Regions from separate parts of the Anser cygnoides genome. Here region 1 is linked to region 2. A link is a contact called in public Hi-C data. All regions are on one chromosome and are shown on one strand. The core of a region is the stretch at or near the end of the contact, and the rest is flanking DNA. Distances in the headings are between cores, read along the strand shown. Region 1 holds the start of C9H2orf72 (chromosome 9 C2orf72 homolog). Region 2 holds the start of SLC51A (solute carrier family 51 member A).

Region 1 (4,002 bases), core at 508-3,007, 240 kb before region 2:
TGAGGAAAGCAAAAGCCTTCGGAAGGAGGGAAGATGGAAAGGGGGACACGCCTGCCTCAGCGCAAAGGGTTGGCAGAAGACAGCCCCACACCCTCCAGGGGGGATGCAGCGGGTCCCAGGGGGATGCAGTGGGTCCCACTGGTCTCAAAACCCCTCAGCATTCAGATCCAGGATCCTGAGCTGAACCGGTGGAAGAAGCCCCTGAGCTGCAGCCGGCTGTCCCTGTGTCCCTGGGGTCACAGAGGAGCTGTCCCCGTGGAGCTGCAGAGCACCGCTGGGACCCCTCAGGGGCAGGGCCCAGAAAGAGCAGAACGCCGGAGCGCCTGGACTTGAAGCGGAGCAAGAGAAAAGTGGGAAAAATTAAAGGAGGAAGAAAGGGGAACAACCCAAGACAAGCAGTGCCTAAGATTAATGTGAGCCTGTATTTTTTTGTGTGGCTGCCGTGGGGCAGAGCCTGCCCAGCTGCCCAGCGCCCTGTGCCTGCACACAAACACGCCTCGCCTCTCGCCTCGAGGCCCCGGTGACACCCAGCTTTCATCCTGCCACCCTCACGGTGCTCACACTGGCCACCAACAGCATGTGGTTTGACACCCAAACGCCCACTTGTTCTGACTCATTCCGTGAAGCCGACACGAGCACTTTCCTCCCGCAGGACCTGCGGCACGGGCTGCGCCCCGAGCCCCCGTCCCCTGGACGTAAGCACGGTGTGCCACCACGTCACAGCTGCCACGTGCCACATCCCTGCCATCCAAGCGCTGCTTCGGCGCTTCCCAACCTTCCCTGGCTGCCAGGGCTGAGATTCCCACCGGGAAGGGGCAGATCCCACCGGGAAGGCTCAGACTCCACCAGCACGGAGCCGATCCCTTTGGGAACAGCCAGATCTCCCTGGAGAGGGGCAGAGGCTCCGCAACGGCGCAGCTCCCGTGGCGGAGAGCCGGGTCCAGCCGAGGAGGGATTGATCCCACCGGCCAGCGGAGCAAATCCCATTGCAGAAGGCCAAATCCCATTGAGAAGCAGCACTTCTCCTTGGGATGGGCTCCCATCGGGATGGCACAGACCCCACGGGGAAGCACCACGCGGCTCCCTGACCCACCCGGGCGGGATGCCCACCCTGTGCCCGGTACCCCCGGTACCTGCGGGGTGCTGCAGGGCCGCTCGCAGAGCTCGGCAGGCTGCGGCACGGCACTCTCGGAGGGCTGCGGGGCTGCCGGGGCTGTAGCGAGCCCCCTGCACGGTTCCCGGGGCCGGGAAGTGGCGGCGGAGGGTGGCGTCCAGCACGGCCGCGTCCTCCCCGTCCCCCCCGGGCAGGAGGACACCGACGACGGCGGCGGGCGGCGGCCCCGGGGGGAGGCGGCCCCGCACGTCCCGCACCACCTCCCGCAGCCGTGCCCGGTTCCCTCGGCCCCTCGCCGCCCCGCCGCGGCACAGCACCAGCAGCAGCCCCGCCGCCAGCGCCCGCCGCCCTCCGCCGCCCCGCGACCGGCACCGGGAGCGGGAGGGGCAGCCCGGTATCGGTCCCGGTGTCGGTCCCGGTGCCGGAGGAGCCTCGTCTCCCAGCAAGTCTCGGGCGAACGAGGCCAAGGCGGAGGCCGCCGGAGCTCCCTCGGCCACCTCGGCCACCAGCAGCACCGCCCGCCGCCCGCCCGCCCGCTCCACCAGCGCCCGCAGCTCCCGCAGCTCCTCCGCAGCCTCCATCCTCCGCAGCCTCCTCCGCAGCCTCCGCCGAGCCCGGCCCGCAGCAGCGCACCGCCCCCCGGCCCGCCTCCCGGCACCGGGCCCGGAGCTCCGCAAGGGGCTGGCCCCATCCCAACCCCATCCCTTCCCACCCCAACCGGCCCCAAAGCATCCCCCCGGTCCCATCCCCCCCCCCCCCCCGGTGCGCCGAGGCCCCCGGCGAACTCGGGAGGTGCTGGAAGGCAGGTGAGAGAAGGTGGGAAGGGGTAGAGGAGGATGTGAGGGTCGCGAAGGGGGCGTGCATGAGGCACCGTGACTGCACGCCCCACGGGTGTAATGTGCACCCCCAGTGTGTGACACGCTGTGACACGGGGTGGCGGTGGGGTGGCCTCCGTGGGCACCTCGGGCTGTAGCCCACAGCTGGCTGTGCTATAACCGCGATAACACCACGCCGTGGGGAATAGCTAGCACCCCAAGGGCCATACCCACCCCACGGCTCACAGGTTCCCCAATTCCTGCACGAGCGCAAAGCCCCAGAAGCACCACAAAGCCAAGCTGCGTCCCCACCCCACACGCTGCACCTCGGGGTCCCTTCCCACGCAATCCCCCTTCGCTCCCCCTCTGCAAACACCGCATCCCCCCCCCAGCACAAACACAGCCCCTCAGCCCCACCGGCCCTGGGACACGTCCCATGGGAGCACAGGATGTTTGCAGGGGTAAGTGCGGGGCTATAATTAGGATTTCAGTGCTGGCACGTGTTTAACAGCCCTGGCACAGGGAAGAGGCCACGAGCGAGCTCTGCCAGCCGACAGTGAATGAACGCCACATGAGGGCCAGTGCAGTGCCCAGCCCCGGCGTTGGCACGCCTGGAGGTGAACCAGGAAGCTCTTACCCGCAGCACACGCGGTTAACACTTTCCCTATTCCGTGTCATAAACAGGTCCCAGACTCCCCCCAAACATTTAATAGCTCCCAGTTTGATAGGGAACGAATGGCTCAGAGGTGCCAGCGGCAGGCAGCTGCCCTTGCAGAGCACCTCTGTGGGACACGGAGGTCTCAGAGCGCCGAGGATGAAAGCAGAGCAGAAATCCATGCACCCACCCAGCCACCTGGGGTCTGTGATTGCCAAGAGGTGCCCCTAAGGTGGCAGAGCCAGCGTGCCCGCTCCCTGACTTTCCCCTTGGCCACCAGCAGCTCCTCAGTCACAGCCGAGGTGGGGCAGCTCAGGGAGGTCGCTGTGTGCCACCAGTTTTAAGCCAGGAAAATGCGTGGTCCAGCTACAACGGGCTTAGCAAACGCTGCCCCACGCCAGCACCGTGGGGCTGGACAGCCTGGGCAAGGGTTTCAGAGAGTTTCTGCCCTAGCTCTTAGTAAAAGTAACTTACTCATTGACTAGTGCTGATAACCAGGTTGGGGGAGATAAACCAGGAGGATTAGGGCCCTCTTCCAAAGATCAGGGTCTGTTGTTGCAAGAGGCTACGGTCCCGCGCCAGCGTGGGGATCCTGAGAGCAGATGTCAGCGTGCCAGGGCTACAGTCGGACACAGTTCAACAGCCAGGTCTGGCCTTAATGTTGCCCAGGTTTTGCATTTACAAGGATTTCCTCTCATCTGGTCAGAATCCTGCTCGTGGCCCTGCATTTTATCCGGGGGAGAAGAGCCCTGGGTGCAGTCAGCACCAGGAGCCGTGCCAGGAGCAGCATCAGGGCCATCAGGAAGGTGCAGGTCCCCAGCAGCCCACAGCCCTGGGGTTTCTCTGCTCACACCTTCCCCTCTGACAGAATTTTAGGTATGGATCTCATGCCGGGGGTTCTCCAGAAGCCAGCCACAAGCAGAAGGGCTCCAGGAAGGGATCTGTACAACAAGACAGCTGAAGAGCTCCTCCCTGCAAGCACCAAGCCAAGGAAAAGCTCTTGCTTTGGCCAGTTTGACCAGGGGAAGAGCAGAACCTGTTTGCTCCGAGGACGTGGGGCGCTCCCTGCAAACCAGCCCCACGGCACGTTAAAACTGCACGCCAGCCTGCCAAAACGCCGCTGGCACATCCTGCAGCGTGGTAGTGCCAGCAACACCCCACCTGATGTGCAAAGACCACCACAGCATCGGGCTCGCAGGGCTCTTCTCAACCAGTGCTGTGCGAGTGGCTCGCACAGAGACCCCAAAGTGCCTCGGGAAGGGGGCTTTCGGCAGGTCGCTCCCCGGGTTGATGAAGTTTTTCCTTGTGGGGAGGGTACAGGAAAAACCGCAGGGATCTTCCCGGCTCAGCCCAGAACAAGCACTGCTGGCTGTTTCTCCTCGGTGGCCCTGACGTTTAAACTGCCAGCACAGTCACCC
Region 2 (3,977 bases), core at 1,060-3,559:
CGTTCTCCTTCTCCACCTAAGGGATTTTTTTGGCAGGAAAGGGGAATCCCAGTGCAGTCCTCAGGGGAGCTGGTCAGCCCTACAGCATCCTGGGGCTGTGAGGAGTGCCCTGGCTGGGTTTGATGTGATGGGGCTGGCCCAAAACCTCGCCTGGTCCTGCCTGTGCCAGGAGGTGGATGCTCACCTGCCTTTGGCTCCTGCCCGTCCTGCCTGCCTTTGCCTGCAGCAGCAGCCTGCGGGGAGAAGGGTGGCTGTGGGGACACGGGGGTGACGGAGCCTGGTGGGGGCACCCTGTGGCTGTACCTGGCCCCTCGGTGTGTGCTGCGCTCAGGTGACGCAGGGGACCCAGGACATGAGCAGGAGCGCTGAGGAAGGTCGCCACGATGCTGCAGAGGCAGTCAGGGACCAGGAGCCGTGGTTGTGCTGTGCAGAGGGCACCCAGCCCCGCTGCTGGCCCTGGGGCTACGTGCAGCAAGGGGAACAGGCTCCAGCATGTGCCAGCCCGGGCGGCACCGCGGGGTGTGCAACACGTGTGCGTGCACGTCAGGGCAGGGCTCTGCCTCTCCGGGCCAAGGATACGTGCAGCTCTTCCCCAGGGCAATGGGCTCAGGGGGCTGAGCATCGGGCAGGTGACGCAGGACAGCAGGACAGTTGTGACACAGCGCACAGCGACTGTCAGGGCCAGCAGCTGTTGCGGGAGCTGATGCGTTTTCCCAGCCCCGGGGCAATGCGGGTTGAACTGGTGTGGTGGAGGGGTGCCGGTGGCAGGGGGCAGCTCCTGTGCACGCCGATGGGGTCGGGGGCACCGAGGGTCATGAGCACGGTGCTGAGTGTGCAAGGGGTGACGGAGTGCACAGGGCTGGGCACGCGAGGTGCGGAGAGGGCACAGGATGCACGGGGTGCGTAGGGACAAGGGTGCGGGATGTGGTCAGTGGGGCTGTGGCGCGGGGTGGGCAGCGCTGGGTGCGCGTGGCACCTCGGGCACCCCGCGTCCCTCACCTTCACGTAGCCGTTGCAGTGAGGGCAGCAGACGATGCGTCGCCAGCGGGGACGCTGGCACCTGCGCCAGCGCTGCCATCTCGCTGTGCCACAGAGCCTCTGCTCCAGCGCGTCCTCCCAGGCCCCTGGTGCGGGTGACACGATGGGGACGCTGCTCCCCCCAGCCCCCTGCTCCCGTATCCCCCACCCATCCGGGCGCCTCACCTGGCTGGGGGAGCTCCAGGTAGGCAACGCTGAGCAGGACGAGGCTGGTGACAGGCAGGATGAGGATCACGAAGATGGTGCTGGAGATGGGGACCAGCAGCAGGACGTGCAGAGCCAGCCAGCTGCACCTGCGGCGGGAGCGAGGGCAGCTTGGGGCCGAGCGGGCAGTGGGGTGCCCAGGCCCAGGGGCTGCTTGGGACGGGCAGTGGGCACGGGAGACGATGCAGCTCGGGGATGTCAGAGCTGATGCCCGGCTCTAACGTCTGCAGGATGCCGACGCGGAAGGGCGGCTCTGTTGCCCCGTGTCGGCAGGATGGGGCTCGGACCGCTGCTGTGGGGCGACTTACGGGCCCAAGAGCAGCAAGCACAGGCACAGGAGGATGGTGAAGTGAAGGGGGATGAAGAGCTCCATGGTGGGCTGGGCAGCTGCGAGGCCTTGGCCACGGCCTCGCTGGGCGGACTGCATCCCCTTCTCCTGGCCGCAGCCCAGCAACCCCATTCCACTCCCACGGCAACCCCGGCATCCCCCCGGAACCCCAGGCCCACGGCAACCGCAGCATCCTGCTCCCGCGGCAGGGTGCTGGGGACCCTTTTGGGGTGCAGGTGCCACCCTGGCTCCTGCGGGACCCCCCCTGCCTGAGGGCAGAGGGAGAGGGGCTTGAAGATGTCTGAGGTCCCAGCGCAAACCAGAGCCTTGGGGTGCTGGGAGGGCACCGGGACTTCACCCCGGGTGCCGGCACTGACACTGGGTGCTGAGCCGTGGTGCTGAGCAGGGCTGGCCCTGCCCTCTAGCGTCATGGGATCTGCTCCCAGCAGGGCCCAGCCCCGTGCTGCCATGCGAGCAGGGCAGGTGCCACTGCCGGGAAGGACGGACGGAAGGTGGCAGGCATGGTGGCACCAGGTCCCATCCAGCCACCTCCGCAGAGGGGACAGGAGGACGCACGGGGACCCCAGCACCGTGGGGACCCCCCCCACCCCAAACCCATCCGTGGGGTGCCCCAAGGGGCGGGCAGGCGGTGTCACGCCATCGCAGGGCCCTGCGCCCCGGGTTTTGGGGACACGCAGGCGCGATGGCACGCGGTCGGCCGCTCCTCCCGGCACCCGGGTCGATAACCGGGCGGCCGAGGTGTCTGTGGGGCTGGCAGGGCGCGGGGGCTCGCCAATGAGCGCCCGGAGCTGGTTAAACTTGAACGAGGCGCCGAAGCCTCCCCGAGGTCCCTGCCCTGGGGACTCTGACCCCGCGTAGGATCGGGGAGGGGACGCGGAGGCAGGCGGCGCCGAGCAGCCCCGCAGCCGCTGGGACAGAGCCGGGGAGCAGCGGGGCAGGATGGAGCCCACCCTGGAGCTGGCGGATGACCCCAGGTGGGTTGTGGGGAACCCCCCGTGCTGCTGGGACGCTTTGCAGCTGCTTTTCGGTGCAGGATTTTGGGTTAAAGGAAGGGAGGCAGGTGGGGGGGCGAGGCAGGGGGACCCAATGGGGCTGGGTGTCCCCGTGTCCCTGGCAGAGCTCCCCTTCTCCGCAGGTTCCCCCGCTCGCTGGTGGAGATGCTGATAACCAACTTCAGCGTGCCGGCAGCCTGCTTCTCCCTGCCGCCCACCTCCCGGCAGCTGCTGCAGGGTGAGTGGGGGGAGCGGGCGGTGCAGGGGGGACCCTCCTCGTGTCCCCCCGGGGATTGGGGTGGGGATGAGGCAGGGACAAGAGCGGGGGAGGCCATGGGGTGCTGCTGGGGTCTCAGCTCCCACCCCAGAGCCCTGCCCAGGGGGTGGTGGTGGTGGAAGAGAGCAGTGAGGGGAGCAGCGGGTGGGTGACATGGGATGGGGGGGGGGACCAAAGCACCGGCTCCGGCACTGCCAGATCCACCAAGGACACAGCGAGTGGCTTCCAGCGCTGTGCCAAAAGGGACCCGGAGGTGGGCTGGGGGCAGCACCCTGCTGCGGTGGCTCTGGGGAGGGACACGCAACAGGATTTGACCGAACCCATTTCTCACCCCTCCCTGGCAGAGCTGGACATGGTCCAACTCTCCATCATGGGCCTGGCCACCATCCTGACGCTGGTGTCGGTCGCCATCTACGTGGAAGAGGCCATCTACCTCACCCACAAGATCCGCTGCCCCATCAAGATGAAGACCCTCCGCTGGAGCAGCTCAGCCCCCACGGTGAGCTGGGGATGGGGGCGGTGGGGGGGCAGCACCAGGGGCACCCGAGGGGTCTGAGCCCCCCCCGGGGATGGGGAGCGGCTGCGTGCCATGCCCACGTCTCCCCCCAGGTCGTGGCCGTGTTCAGCTGCTTCGGGCTGTGGATCCCGCGCTCCATGATGGTGGTGGAGATGGCGACCACGATGTGAGTAGTGCCTGCCCCGGGGCGGTGGGGCCGGGGAGCCCGCGGGACCTGAGCGCCTCTGTCCCTCATCATCCTCCTCCTGCCCAGGTACTTCGCCATCTGCTTCTACCTCCTGATGCTGGTCATGGTGGAGGGCTTTGGGGGCAAGGAGGCGGTGCTCAGCACCCTGAAGGACGTGCCCATGGTGCTCAACACCGGGCCCTGCTGCTGCTGCTGCCCCTGCCTGCCCCGAATCACCATGAGCAGGTGAGGGAGGGCTGGGGCAGGGGCTTCACCCCCTGCTTCTGCTGGGGCAGAGGAGGAGGCCCCAGGCAGGGGACCCCGGGACGCCACCGACCTCTCTCCCCGTGCCAGGAGCAAGCTGCGGTTGCTGATGCTGGGGACTTTCCAGTACGCCTTCTTGAGGACGGCCGCCGTCTTCCTGGGGCTGGTGC

Evidence for each region. Hi-C and Micro-C count contacts between places; a contact is called where the count stands out from the background.
Region 1: a Hi-C map of liver shows a contact between it and region 2, with 5 times the contacts expected there. The contact joins the promoter of C9H2orf72 here to the promoter of SLC51A in region 2. A contact is called at or near these places in 2 of 7 Hi-C or Micro-C datasets (both in liver).

Annotation. Positions count from the first base shown.
Region 1 is chr9:16,743,018-16,747,019 of Taihu_goose_T2T_genome, reverse strand. It overlaps C9H2orf72 (chromosome 9 C2orf72 homolog), which reads right to left and starts at 1,757. Exons shown (of 3, transcript XM_048076852.2): 1 at 1,134-1,757. The coding sequence starts at 1,695.
Region 2 is chr9:16,507,618-16,511,594 of Taihu_goose_T2T_genome, reverse strand. SLC51A (solute carrier family 51 member A) reads left to right here and starts at 2,309. Exons shown (of 9, transcript XM_013195021.3): 1 at 2,309-2,565; 2 at 2,727-2,821; 3 at 3,205-3,359; 4 at 3,470-3,543; 5 at 3,631-3,789; 6 at 3,898-3,977. The coding sequence starts at 2,531. LOC106044800 reads right to left here and starts at 1,736. Exons shown (of 6, transcript XM_048076773.2): 1 at 1,551-1,736; 2 at 1,204-1,331; 3 at 1,000-1,124; 4 at 304-386; 5 at 185-251. The coding sequence starts at 1,702.